Linked DNA regions of Columba livia: region 2 is linked to region 1. The links are chromatin contacts, called in public Hi-C maps. All regions are on one chromosome and are shown on one strand. The core of a region is the stretch at or near the end of the contact, and the rest is flanking DNA. Distances in the headings are between cores, read along the strand shown. Region 1 holds the start of FMOD (fibromodulin). Region 2 overlaps CIMAP3 (ciliary microtubule associated protein 3).

Region 1 (5,516 bases), core at 951-3,450:
CAAACCCAACCAAAACAGACACTGCTCACATCAGTTTGGTTTAGGAAACCAAAGCAAACCAACACCGGCATCTGTCTGGCTCTGATGGGACGCAGACTGCGACCGTTGGAGGAACTGCTCCAGATGAGATTACACAGGGACCACTGGCTTCCAGCAAGCAGGACGGCGCGTTCCCGGCTCCTTTCACCAGTTCAGGGCTTGCTTTGAACTGTCAGCGGCAGGGAAGAGGTGTCTGTAGGAGGAGATGTTGGAGAAGTTTCATGGAAGTCACTTGGGAACCCAGAGGAGCTGGTTTCACACTGGCCTGTCATGAGCGGTAGCGCTGAGGTCTTATCAACACCCACCTCCTGCCAGACAGACGGACCAGGAGAGCCCCGCGAGACGCTGGATGCCCAGAGCGCGACATTTCGAAGTTGGATGGAGAAAAAAAGACATATGTGCTTCTTTAGATGGTAAATGTTCACTTCTGTGAGATAATCCCGAGCTGGTGAGGGTGAGATTTGACAGAAAGTCCTGGTGACAGTGGGGAACACACAAACCGAGCTCAGGTGTGGCGGTATCTTCCGGTTTAGGCTGGGAAAGGGGGATGTGGCCATGGGGAACGGCACCATTCGGAGCCAGTTTGGGTGGGGACGGCTCCTCAGCATCCCCGGGGCGACCACCAGCCCCCATGGGTGTGCAAACAGCCTCCCCCAAAGGGTCCTGGGTCAGGAATATTTGTAACTTCCCGAAGACAGCGAGGCCACGCTCCTCATCTAACCTAGCTGGGGACAAGCTGCTTTTCCAGAACAACAGCCAAGCCCTGCGAAAGCCTCCGAGCTGTTGGCCAGCGGGACACCTCGAGCTGCCAGGGATGTGACGCTGGTTGACACCATCGGAGCAGCAGATGTTACTGGCTGCCACTGCCCTCCCCGCCATTCTCCGTGGAACGGAGCTCCCTGGCAGCAGGAACTATCCCCCTGAGCGGGGTCATTCCTACATCACCCAGGGCCCCGAACCACCTCCCTGCCCATGGTCGGACCCTTCTCCAGCTGCCCCGTGCCACTGCAAGCTGTCACGGCAATGCTGGGCATGGAAGAAGAGCTGCTACCAGCCAAACGAAAGCCCCCACCCCACTTTACTAAAGTTTTCCCTCCTTTTAGGCAGCGCTACCCCCCATCCTGGTTTCCCCTCGAAGGCGAGGCTTTCTCTGAACGCTCCCAGTGCTGCGAGCTGTGCTTTCCAGGCACGCTGCTCCTGCCCGAGCACAGCGGCTCGCTGGCACCGTCCCCACTGCACAGCGTGTCCCTCAGCCCCACATTCCTCCTCCTTACAACAAGGACCTCGGGACGATAAGCATCTTTGCAAGGCTGCCCAGGGGAAGAGGAGGTTTTGGCTGGAGATTTGATGGGAAGCAAAGGAAAAGCGTGTCCGGAGTCCAGCACCTGCGGAGCCTCTCGGAGCAGCTCCGGGCTGCGGGAGGACCTGGCCGTGCTGCTGCAGCGGGCATGGGACGGATGAGGTGCTCAGGGCTCCTCCTTCCCATTCCTTTCGGGCAGAAATGCTGTGACACAGGGACAGCTGTCCCAGAGGTGAAGTGCACAGAGGGCCAGCACAGGGACCAGGGGCTGTGACAGTGCCCACCGCTCCCCCACTTTGCAGGACACCCCAGGGCACCAGCAATGGGAGGTGATGCGGCAGGGACAACTGGGAGCTCTGCTGTCCCTGCCCAAACACGGGTCACCCTCAGCACACACTCCCTGTCCCCCCAGCTCAGCCCTGGGGGGGACACCCACAGGGGACACCCAATTCTGCACAGTCTGCAGAAATGCCAGCTTGGCATGGCTCTGCTGCCACGCTGAAGACAAACTCCCGCTGTCACAGTGGCCCTTTGGTAGGCAACTTATTTACCTTGGATGCTGCAGCCTTATCGTTCGTGGAAATGTTTATCCGAAATATTTAATAGCAGGACTGCATAAACTGAGGCTGCCTGGGGAAGAGCCCGGGCTGCAGCCGGCGCAGGCACCAACGTCTCCTCCCTGGTACTGCTAAAGTTAAAGATACTTTCTCACTTCTCCCTAAGAATCGCATCCTCAGCGCCTCAAAACCTGATATTTTTTAATCTGGCCAGAGGCCTCCTCATTGCTTCCTGATGAGAAACACAGGAGACCTAACAACAGCCCTTTTAAAAACAACATCCCCGATTCCACTAACTCGTTAAACAGAGAGAGCCTGAAAAGTGCCAACACTCCTATGAGAAAAGACGGGAGAGAGAGAGAGAGAGAGAGAGAGGGAGGACAGAAAAAGCAGGTTATTTATAACGCCAGGCAGCATTAGGGTCTTTTCAGTCTCTCCTGCAAACCGGCTGCTGCTGGTAGGTCACTCCCCAAAAAAACCTGCCGAGCCCGTGACCTGCAAGCACAATATTTGATCTGGGATCTGGGGCGGACACCAGGCTCTGCAGACCCAGAGACGCACTCACATGCTGCTTGGCACACGGGAGATCCCGCAGAAGAGCAGCGCGGCTTTGGGAAGGAGACGCTCACCTCGGTAAGTCTGTCTCTGTATTTATAATGATTGGTTTTTTTAAGGCTGATTTCCATGCCCTGGCCTCGGCGGGCGGCTCCACGCGGAGCACATGCCAGCGACACGGGTGGCACAGGGTGAGCGCCAGCGCTCCCGAGCCACCGCGGCGGGAGCTCCCGCTGCCCACGTCCCCTGTGCCCCCAGCAGCTCCTTGCCCCCTTGGTGGAACTTGGACACCCAATCCATCAGCCCCAGGTACGGGCAGCACCTGGCACCCTCTGCCTATCCCATCTGCAGGGGAAGGGGAGCTGGTTTCATGCCTGCCCACAGACCCTGGAGCCCCTCGGCTCCAAAACCCGCTCCCTACCAGGGTGACCCCATTACCCCGGCAGCCTCTGGCACGGGAGCATGTGCACCAGGAGGTGACACGGGTCTCATGGTTGGTGCACTCAGCTCAGATACCCCCAAAACCAGTGCTGAACCCCCCTGGGGAGGGGAGAAGCAACGTTCCAATGAAGTGGGGGGCAGCTGAGGACAAGCTCTGGGGTTACCGGTTTGGTGAAGGGGGGGGCACTAGGGAAGGTGGAGGGTCCCTGTGGATCCATGCTGCCCCTGGGCAGGGGCTGCCAAGCTGCTCTGCATGGCTGGGGGGCTCAGGGGGCTCTGGTATTTCAGCCCCAGAGCAGGAGGGAGGAGGAGAACAAACTGCTCCTGCCAAGCTCCTCGTGGCACCAGCATCCCCGAGCACCACGTCCCATGTGCCCCGCGCTGCAGGAGCCTGCGGAGGGCAGAGAGGGAGAGGAGGGGGCGAGGGAGCCGTGCCTGCCCTTCAGTCCCGCTTTCCTCCAGCGCCAGCAGCTGCCAGGCTGCCTCGCTGGCAGCAAACCGTGCCCTCTCTGTCCGCTGCAGAACCGTCCCCTCCCGCCAGCGGGGGGACACGGGCCGTGCCATGGGGTGACCCCGCGGTGAGGGGGACACCGGCTGGGCGGCGGGAGCGGAGCTGGCAGGGATGCACCGCAGCCCCACAGCTCTGCCTGCCCAGCCACGTATGTAGCACATGCAGAGGAGCCAGCAGGCAGGAGCAGCTCCGCTCCCCCTCCGAACAGCTCGGCCCCACGTATTTCCTGGAGGAATTTCAAGCTGCCTCGCTCCAGGCCGCTCTGTGTGCTCGTTTAGCCCCAAGACGAGGATTCCTAGAATCATTTTGGTTGGAAGACACCCTCAAGTCCATAAAGTCCAACCATTAACCCAACACTGTCACTAAACCACGTCCCTAAGAACCTCATCTACATGGACGTTGCCCCTTTTCGTGTCAGGGTTGAGCTTGGGGAATCTAAGCTTGAAAGTGGTTTAATTTCAAAAACCAGCCAGAAGTCGTTTGCCAGGATTTGCATCAGTCCCGAGCAGCCTGAGCACCCTGTGCTTCTGTGCAGGAAGTGGGGCTGGATGGAACCCACGCGAATCCTGTCGCCAGCGGCTGTCACACAAATACAGCTCCAGCAAAACGCCTCGAGCTCCATCAACCTGCGCTCACAGCTCCCGCTCTCCCCTGCTCGGTGAATCCCAGGGCTGAGCGACCTGACACCGCTATGGAACACGTGCCCTATATCTCCATCCCTACTCAGTTATAACAGAAACACCCGTAAGTTCAGATTTTGCGAGCAAATATCCACCGGGATGCAGGTTTCTAGCAGGGCTGAGGTGAAAAGGGGGAAGATCAGGTACCTGCAAGCAGGGGACATGCTTGCAGCCCCCTTTTTTGGGTAAGATTCCTCCAGGTCCCCTGGTTGTCCAGCTCTGCTGCCGAGTGGCACCATCTCCAGGCAGGGGTGCAACTCCCCTCACCCCACACCTGACGCTGCTGATGGTTCCTCCCCATTTGTCCCCCACCCAGGTCCCTCCAGCACCAGCACCATGCGTTGGGCCACCGTCCTGGTCATCGCTGGGCTCTGCGGAGCCTCCCTGGGCCAGTACAATGAAGAAGAAGACATGGCGTGGTTGCAGTACTACATGCGGCAGTCCCGGGTGTCCTCCTACAACTACATGCCCTACTACGAAGACGAGAACCCCCCTTACATCTATTCTTACGTCCCAGCCCCAGAGACAGAGGCAGAGCCTGGCCCTGAACCTCAGCAAGCCCTTTCCTGGCAATGTCCCCACGAGTGTGATTGTCCCCCTAACTTCTCATCAGCCATGTACTGTGACACCCGGAACCTGAGGTACCTGCCCTTCGTGCCTTCCCGGATGAAATACGTCTACTTCCAGAACAACCAGATCACCAGCATCCAAGAGGGCGCCTTTGACAACGCCACCGAGCTGGAATGGCTTGCACTGCACAACAACCAGATCACCAGTGAGAGGATGGGCAAGAGGGTCTTCGCCAAACTCAAAAACCTGGAGAGGTTGTACCTGAACAACAACAACCTCACCAAGATGCCCAGCCCCCTGCCCCGGTCCCTCAGAGAGCTCCACTTGTCTTACAATCACATCTCCAAGGTCCCCTCCAATGCTCTGGAGGGGCTAGAGAACCTCACAGCCCTGTACCTCAGCCACAACTACATTTTTGAGATGGGAGCATCTCTCAAAGGGCTCAAGTCCTTGATCCTTGCTGATCTGAGTTATAACCATCTCAGGAAAGTCCCTGATGGGCTCCCGATGGCTTTGGAACAGCTCTATCTAGAGTACAACTACATCAACACCATCCCCGATGACTATTTCAAGGTGTCTCCCAAGCTGCTCTACGTGCGGATGTCCCACAACAGCCTGACAAATCAAGGTCTCTCTACCAACACTTTCAACAGCAGCAGCATCCTCGAGCTGGACCTCTCTTACAACAGGCTCCAGAAGATCCCCCGGGTCAGCACCAACCTGGAGAACCTCTACCTTCAAGGGAACCAGATCAACGGTGAGCAGAAACGCGTCAACCGAATTGTGGTGGTGCAGGGGACGGTGGTGCAGTAGAGGGATGGGGAGATGGGGATGCAGACCCTGTGCCTCCCTGGGGGCCACTA
Region 2 (5,516 bases), core at 1,725-4,224, 33 kb after region 1:
CCAGCAAGATTTTGAAACAGAACTGCTCTTTAAAAACAAGGACAGTAACTGATGAAGCTTGGGGACACAGATAAGGTCTCTGCTGAACCAGGGGGGGTCACACCAACCCCTGAGCTATTTTAGGCGTTTGAGGTTAAAGAGCATCTCGAGCCGCTGCTTCAGTGGTGAATGTTTTATTTAAAGGCTATTTGGTTGCTAGAACTTCTAGGGCCACAAATGCTATTGAATTATTTTAAAAACCTTCACTATGCTAGTGAGAGCATTCACAGACGTAAGCGAGAGGACCACGTACCCTTTTGGGGGCGTGTGACGGTCCACGTACATGTTTAGACCCCTGTATTTTTCTGGTTCGACGGCCGCGAGGCGGCTGGAGGCGCGGGGTCAGCTCCTCCCGGCGCGCAGACACTCGCCTGGGTTGTCTCAGCAACAGTTGCTTCAATACTCTCTTGTTATATCCTGTAAATGTTTAATGGGAAGCTTATCTCTCTTACCTATACAGATGGCTCAGGTTACTGAGCTTGTGAACAAGGATTAATTGGCAATGGGCAGATGTCAGCTAACCAGGAAAGGAGCTTAGTCAGTAATTAGATGAGCTGGGATGCTGCTGTGGGGGCAGAGCCTCCTCTGAAGGGTTCCGAGGAAAAAGGACAAGCCCAAAGGAAGTTCCCGTAGCCCTGCTCTAAGTTATCGCTCCCATCTGGGCCCCACGGGCGCGGGATGCGGACAGTGCCCGGCTCGACGCGCTGCGCTGCGGGATGGACCAGCACCCAGCGCCCTCAGCTGCAACCCAGGGCAGCTGGTTCTTGCCTCACAGATAATGGGGATTGTCGGGGTGAGATGGATGGGGAAAACCGGTCACGTTGCAGGGAGCAGCCTGCCGGAACCTGCCGCTGGGGTCCTCTCTGTAAGGAGTTCAAGATCTGCATGCCTGCTGCTGATATTTTTCTAAATAATAGATTATAATAGTTTAGACTCTAATGTGCATTATCAATCTCAAGTGGGGTTTTGAAGATTACATACTTTAATAAATCCAATTTTGAAAAGATCAGACTATAAAAACGTGCATGTGACAAAAGGTGCATAAAAACAGACGAAGAAAAATCCAGAGCAGCTGAAACAAAGCATTCTTCACGTGATACTTCCTTATTAGCTGAAATGACAGCCCTGTGCATGTTTGTTCATGCACATACAGCCTTTCTGCAGTATGTTTTGCCCACCTGCACACACCTGCACTTGGGCACAGATGTTTATGTGCAAGGCAGCAGTCTGTGAATCTATATCCTATGCACACATGCCCCCTTCCGAAGGCCTGTCCTCATGTCCTCACTTGCCAACGGGCCAGGAAATAGTTCTTGGGGCTAACACTTGGATACCAGGGCAGGTGGAAGGATCTGCCGCCCGTCCCTCGGCACCGAGAGCACCATTCTCACCGGGGAGCGGCTGAGCGCGCCGCCTCAGTCCTGATCACCAGGGAATATTCGTAGGATGCCTGCAGTGCAGAGTCAAGGTTTATTTGAGGAACAGGATGGCCAGAAATCAAGTTCGAGTGTTTCACAACATCAGAGAAGCTTGAGATTTGTTTACGGCACCTAATTATAGCAGTTTAGTGCCAACAGAGAATAAGGAAAGATGAAAGATGTGCTGTAAGGGAAGAATATGCAATGGCTGATTGCAGTACTGCATCAAATTCCTCATGAAAAGAACTCTGCTAAATCCTTATAAAATATACCTGGGGACAGAAGGCGAATAAACGATGACGCTCTGTGGAAGCAGCCAGGGAAATGGCTGCAGCATTTCGTAATCAGCGTGAGTCACGGATGATATTTCTGGGAATGTACATGCAGAAGGCAAGAATTTCCCCGGGGGGCAGGGAATGGTTGGTATCTGAAAATCAGCAGTTCTTTAGTTCCACTCAATGAGCTGTGGAGGGAAGGGAAATCAAATGGAAGATGTGTGAAGCAGAACAGATCCAGCCTTTGCAACAAGGAGTTAGCACTGGGGAAAACAGGCTTTAAACCAGAGATCTTTAAACAAATGTGCCGGTGTCATAACAATCAGAGAGATCTGAGTCCCTCCTGGCTGTCCTGTACAGGAAAAGTGCCCTGAACGCCGGTCTGCACCAAGTCCCAGCCCAAGACCTACGAGATGTGATTGTCTTCTGGAGGAGGAAATCCGGGGAGCTTTAAAGCTCCTCATTTCTTGCTGTGAGTCTGAGCAGGAACAGATGGCAGACACCCCCCGCGCAGCCCGCGCTCCTGCACAGAGCACGTCACGCCGCAGGTCGCGGTGCCGGCTCCGCAGCCTGGGCTGCACGCAGGACGGTCCTCCCGGCAGCAGCAACATGAGCCTTTCGGCTACACCAAACAACCTGTTTAGGAGAACAAAAGGGATTTGGAGCAGGACAGCTCCCAAATCGCTCTCCAAGCTCTCAGCAGGGCAGCAGACGCCAGACCCACAGGCTCCAGCTGTCTCCTCTTTGCGCAGATATTATTACACCGGCCACCAGCAGCTCCATGTGCGCACAGTGAAGGACACGTCTGAGCGTTACATGACTTGGAGGTAGCACAGATCCTTTTTCAGGACTCCATTTACAGGCATCGGGTTATAGCGGCAGTAACTTATGCGTACACGTACCCAGCTGGATGCGGAGCCAGATATTCACATGTGTGGCCACTGGCTCTGCAGCCATATTTCCTTAATTCTCTGTCAGATTCCTGAAGTGAAGAGAGTGGGACAATTTCCCAAGCAGCTCAGCAGCCCCCAAGGACAGCTCAGCCATTAAAAGCTGTTAAGCCATTGAGAGACCAGCAATATCACCAAAGCTCTTGATAGGAGAGCTGGAAAACCACTCACTGTATCGACAGGGCTGGGAAGAGCAAGCAACATTGACACCTACTGTTGGATATTTTAATTGCTGATAGCACCCAGCCGCTGACTCCAAGATCCTTGTAAAGCCAGAGGAAGATGCTCTCATTAGTTAAAACACCACCTATGCAAGTCCAACCAACAGGAGCAACTTCTACAGCTGCGTTAATGGTGAAACCTTGGTGCAGAGCTGCCAGGACGGTCTCGTGTTTGACACCAGCTGCTCCTGCTGCAGCTGGCCGTGAAGACACCCATCCTACTACAGCAAACAGACCCCCCTGATCTAATTACACGGAATAAGATTTATTAAATAAAGTGTGCTGCAAAAGCAGCAATCCTCAGTGTTTCAGCTCATCTCACTCTTAATATTTGATGCTCCCTCATTCTCTCATGGCACTTACACTTGCGCTCAGGGAAGGGCCTGAATCCACAAGCTGGACTTAATTCCAATATAGCATTTTCCAGGGGTTTTTTGCAGCTGCACCATGGCAGCGAGACAGGGAAAAAGAGAGCAGACAACGCGCAGAGCAGGCTGTGTCACAAGGGAGATCACACAGAAGGGTCCTGACAGCCCAACCCATAGCTTGCTCCCCCGGAGACCTCTCCCCACTGACCCAGGGGGTGCAAACAGCAGCTCCTCAGAGTAGGACCCAGCACAGCACGATCCAGGGCTTTACTAATCCTCCTCTTTTCCCGCACCCCGAGGTGCCGCCACCACCAGCGTTCCCTCCAGCAGCCTCTGCTCCGCGTCTATGGCAACTGCAGAACACGCACAGTGACCGTGGCAGGGCAGCATGGCCTGGGAGCCCAGAGGTGAGCCTGGCCAGGCGCGCGGCTGTGGGCACCAGCGCTTCCCTTTCCCGCAGCCCCCGCTGGCACGGGGCTGCCCGGGAGCCTTCCCCACAGCTGCTGCGCTGCCCCGTGCCCCGACGGGGAAAACGAGCCTCTGCGGCAGGAGGGAACAGACATCCAGAGGGCAAGACCCCTCACGAACATCCAGGCTCAGGGAAATTCCCATCTGGGAGATGAGGGGGTGGTTGGCCTCAGGCAGAGAGCAGCAGACACTTAAGATGGTAAAAAAAGCAGCAAGCGGTCACCTCCGCGTGGGTTTATCACACTGGTGGAATCTCCATCTCCCGGTCCCACAGATGCACAAAAGCGGATCTCGTTCGGGTCATGCCAAGAACGGAAAATCTTCCCTGCCCACCAGGCCTCGGACAGGCTGGGGATCCAGCTGACAGCCGCTGGGGGGAACCCTTCGCTGGGGCCAGGCTGCTACCTCAGCCAAGAGGTAAATCCTTCAGGGATGTGCTCAGAGCTTTCCCTTCACACAACACACACGGTACAGGAGCGACAGGACCATGGCCAGCCAGACACGGCATCCCCCTCACCTCCAAACCCATTGTACAAGGGCTCCACACATACCTAGAAAAATAAGCTCCACTTCCAAAAGTACCAGTCCTCAAAGCTCCAGCTGCCCTAGCGCCCTACATCAGTGAGAAATTAGAGGTATTAATAAAAATTATACCTGCTGCTCATGTACTTCTGCCCTTCCCCTAATGCAAATGATGTCTTAAAAATGCCAGTGAGACACTTTGGTTTTGACTCGCAGAAAAGCAGCCTCAGATACTCTTTGGGAAACAGACCACTGAGCAACAAAGGCTACGTGATCGGAGCGAGAACGGCCCAGCGCTTCCTGCCGCAGCCCCAGGTAAGAAAGCACACCTCGAAGGGCAGAGCTGCAGCTTCCAAGGGTTTGTAGGCTGTTCCCACCTCCAACATCATCTATAGGGTAGCTATAGATCTCCTTACACGAGTCTAGTGGGAGGTGTTGAATGTAGAGACTGATCACATGAGCTCTGGCAACACCAACACACGTATTTGTATATACCCATTTCTTTGTATCACATACACATGTATGTAAACCTACATATACCGCCTGAACAAACACTCTGTTTTCTGACCTAATTTCTCCAGAACAACAGCATATTAGGAGCAACAACACAGGACACACTGGGTGAGCAGCAGGGAGTGCATCATTGATTTTTTCAGGCTATCGGGGTGGCCCAAGCGGGCACGGAGCAGCAGGTCTGTCCCGCCCCGCGGGCTGATCAGAGCACGTACGAACGGTCTGCAGAACCACATTTTCCATACAGAAATTTCATCTTTTGCAGCCTGTGAGTCCCGGCCCAGCAACGTACCAGCCATTCGGGAAGAAAAGCTGCCAGCCTGCCCACGCTCCATTTTCTGCTAAGACACCACGATTTCCAGACAAGCCTTCAGATAAAGAACTTATCCCTGGGTAATGGAACTCATTTTCTTACACTTTTAATAATAAGCAGGAGTACTGGCAGAGAGAAATACTAAGACACAAACGGGATGTAGGTAACTGAGCTCCTGGTAATGCTTTTTCATCTTCAAAAAGCTCCACTGCTTTAGTCTTTGACTTAGCGTGACGACTAGAATACCACAACGTGCTTCTCTCCCATGGATCGAGGCAGGGCTGGTAAATTCCAGTATAACAAACATCATACACCAGCTCCAGAAATTAGATATTTCGTGCCTGTTTTCTTTAGACCTGGAACTTACGAAGCAGAAAAGCAACTACACAAGAAACTCACTTGGCCAATGAAGTTTGGGTCTCCAGACTG

What was found. Hi-C and Micro-C count contacts between places; a contact is called where the count stands out from the background.
Region 2: a Hi-C map of liver shows a contact between it and region 1, with 3 times the contacts expected there. The contact joins the enhancer-like site here to the promoter of FMOD in region 1. A contact is called at or near these places in 2 of 2 Hi-C or Micro-C datasets (crop and liver).

The regions. Positions count from the first base shown.
Region 1 is chr22:6,241,428-6,246,943 of bColLiv1.pat.W.v2, forward strand. It overlaps FMOD (fibromodulin), which reads left to right and starts at 2,201. Exons shown (of 3, transcript XM_005510324.3): 1 at 2,201-2,529; 2 at 4,400-5,410. The coding sequence starts at 4,420. It overlaps LOC110364643 (a long non-coding RNA gene), which reads right to left and starts at 1,932. Exons shown (of 2, transcript XR_002423558.2): 1 at 1-1,932.
Region 2 is chr22:6,273,932-6,279,447 of bColLiv1.pat.W.v2, forward strand. CIMAP3 (ciliary microtubule associated protein 3) reads left to right here. Exons shown (of 6, transcript XM_021298309.2): 1 at 1-3,678; 2 at 4,014-4,156; 3 at 4,478-4,576; 4 at 5,040-5,167; 5 at 5,442-5,516. The coding sequence starts at 3,660. Among named protein-coding and RNA genes, the nearest start is that of CIMAP3, 4.9 kb to the left of the region's middle. Within about 2 kb of position 2,975, at least 3 of the 3 cell types and tissues checked have an H3K27ac peak away from gene starts, as active enhancers do.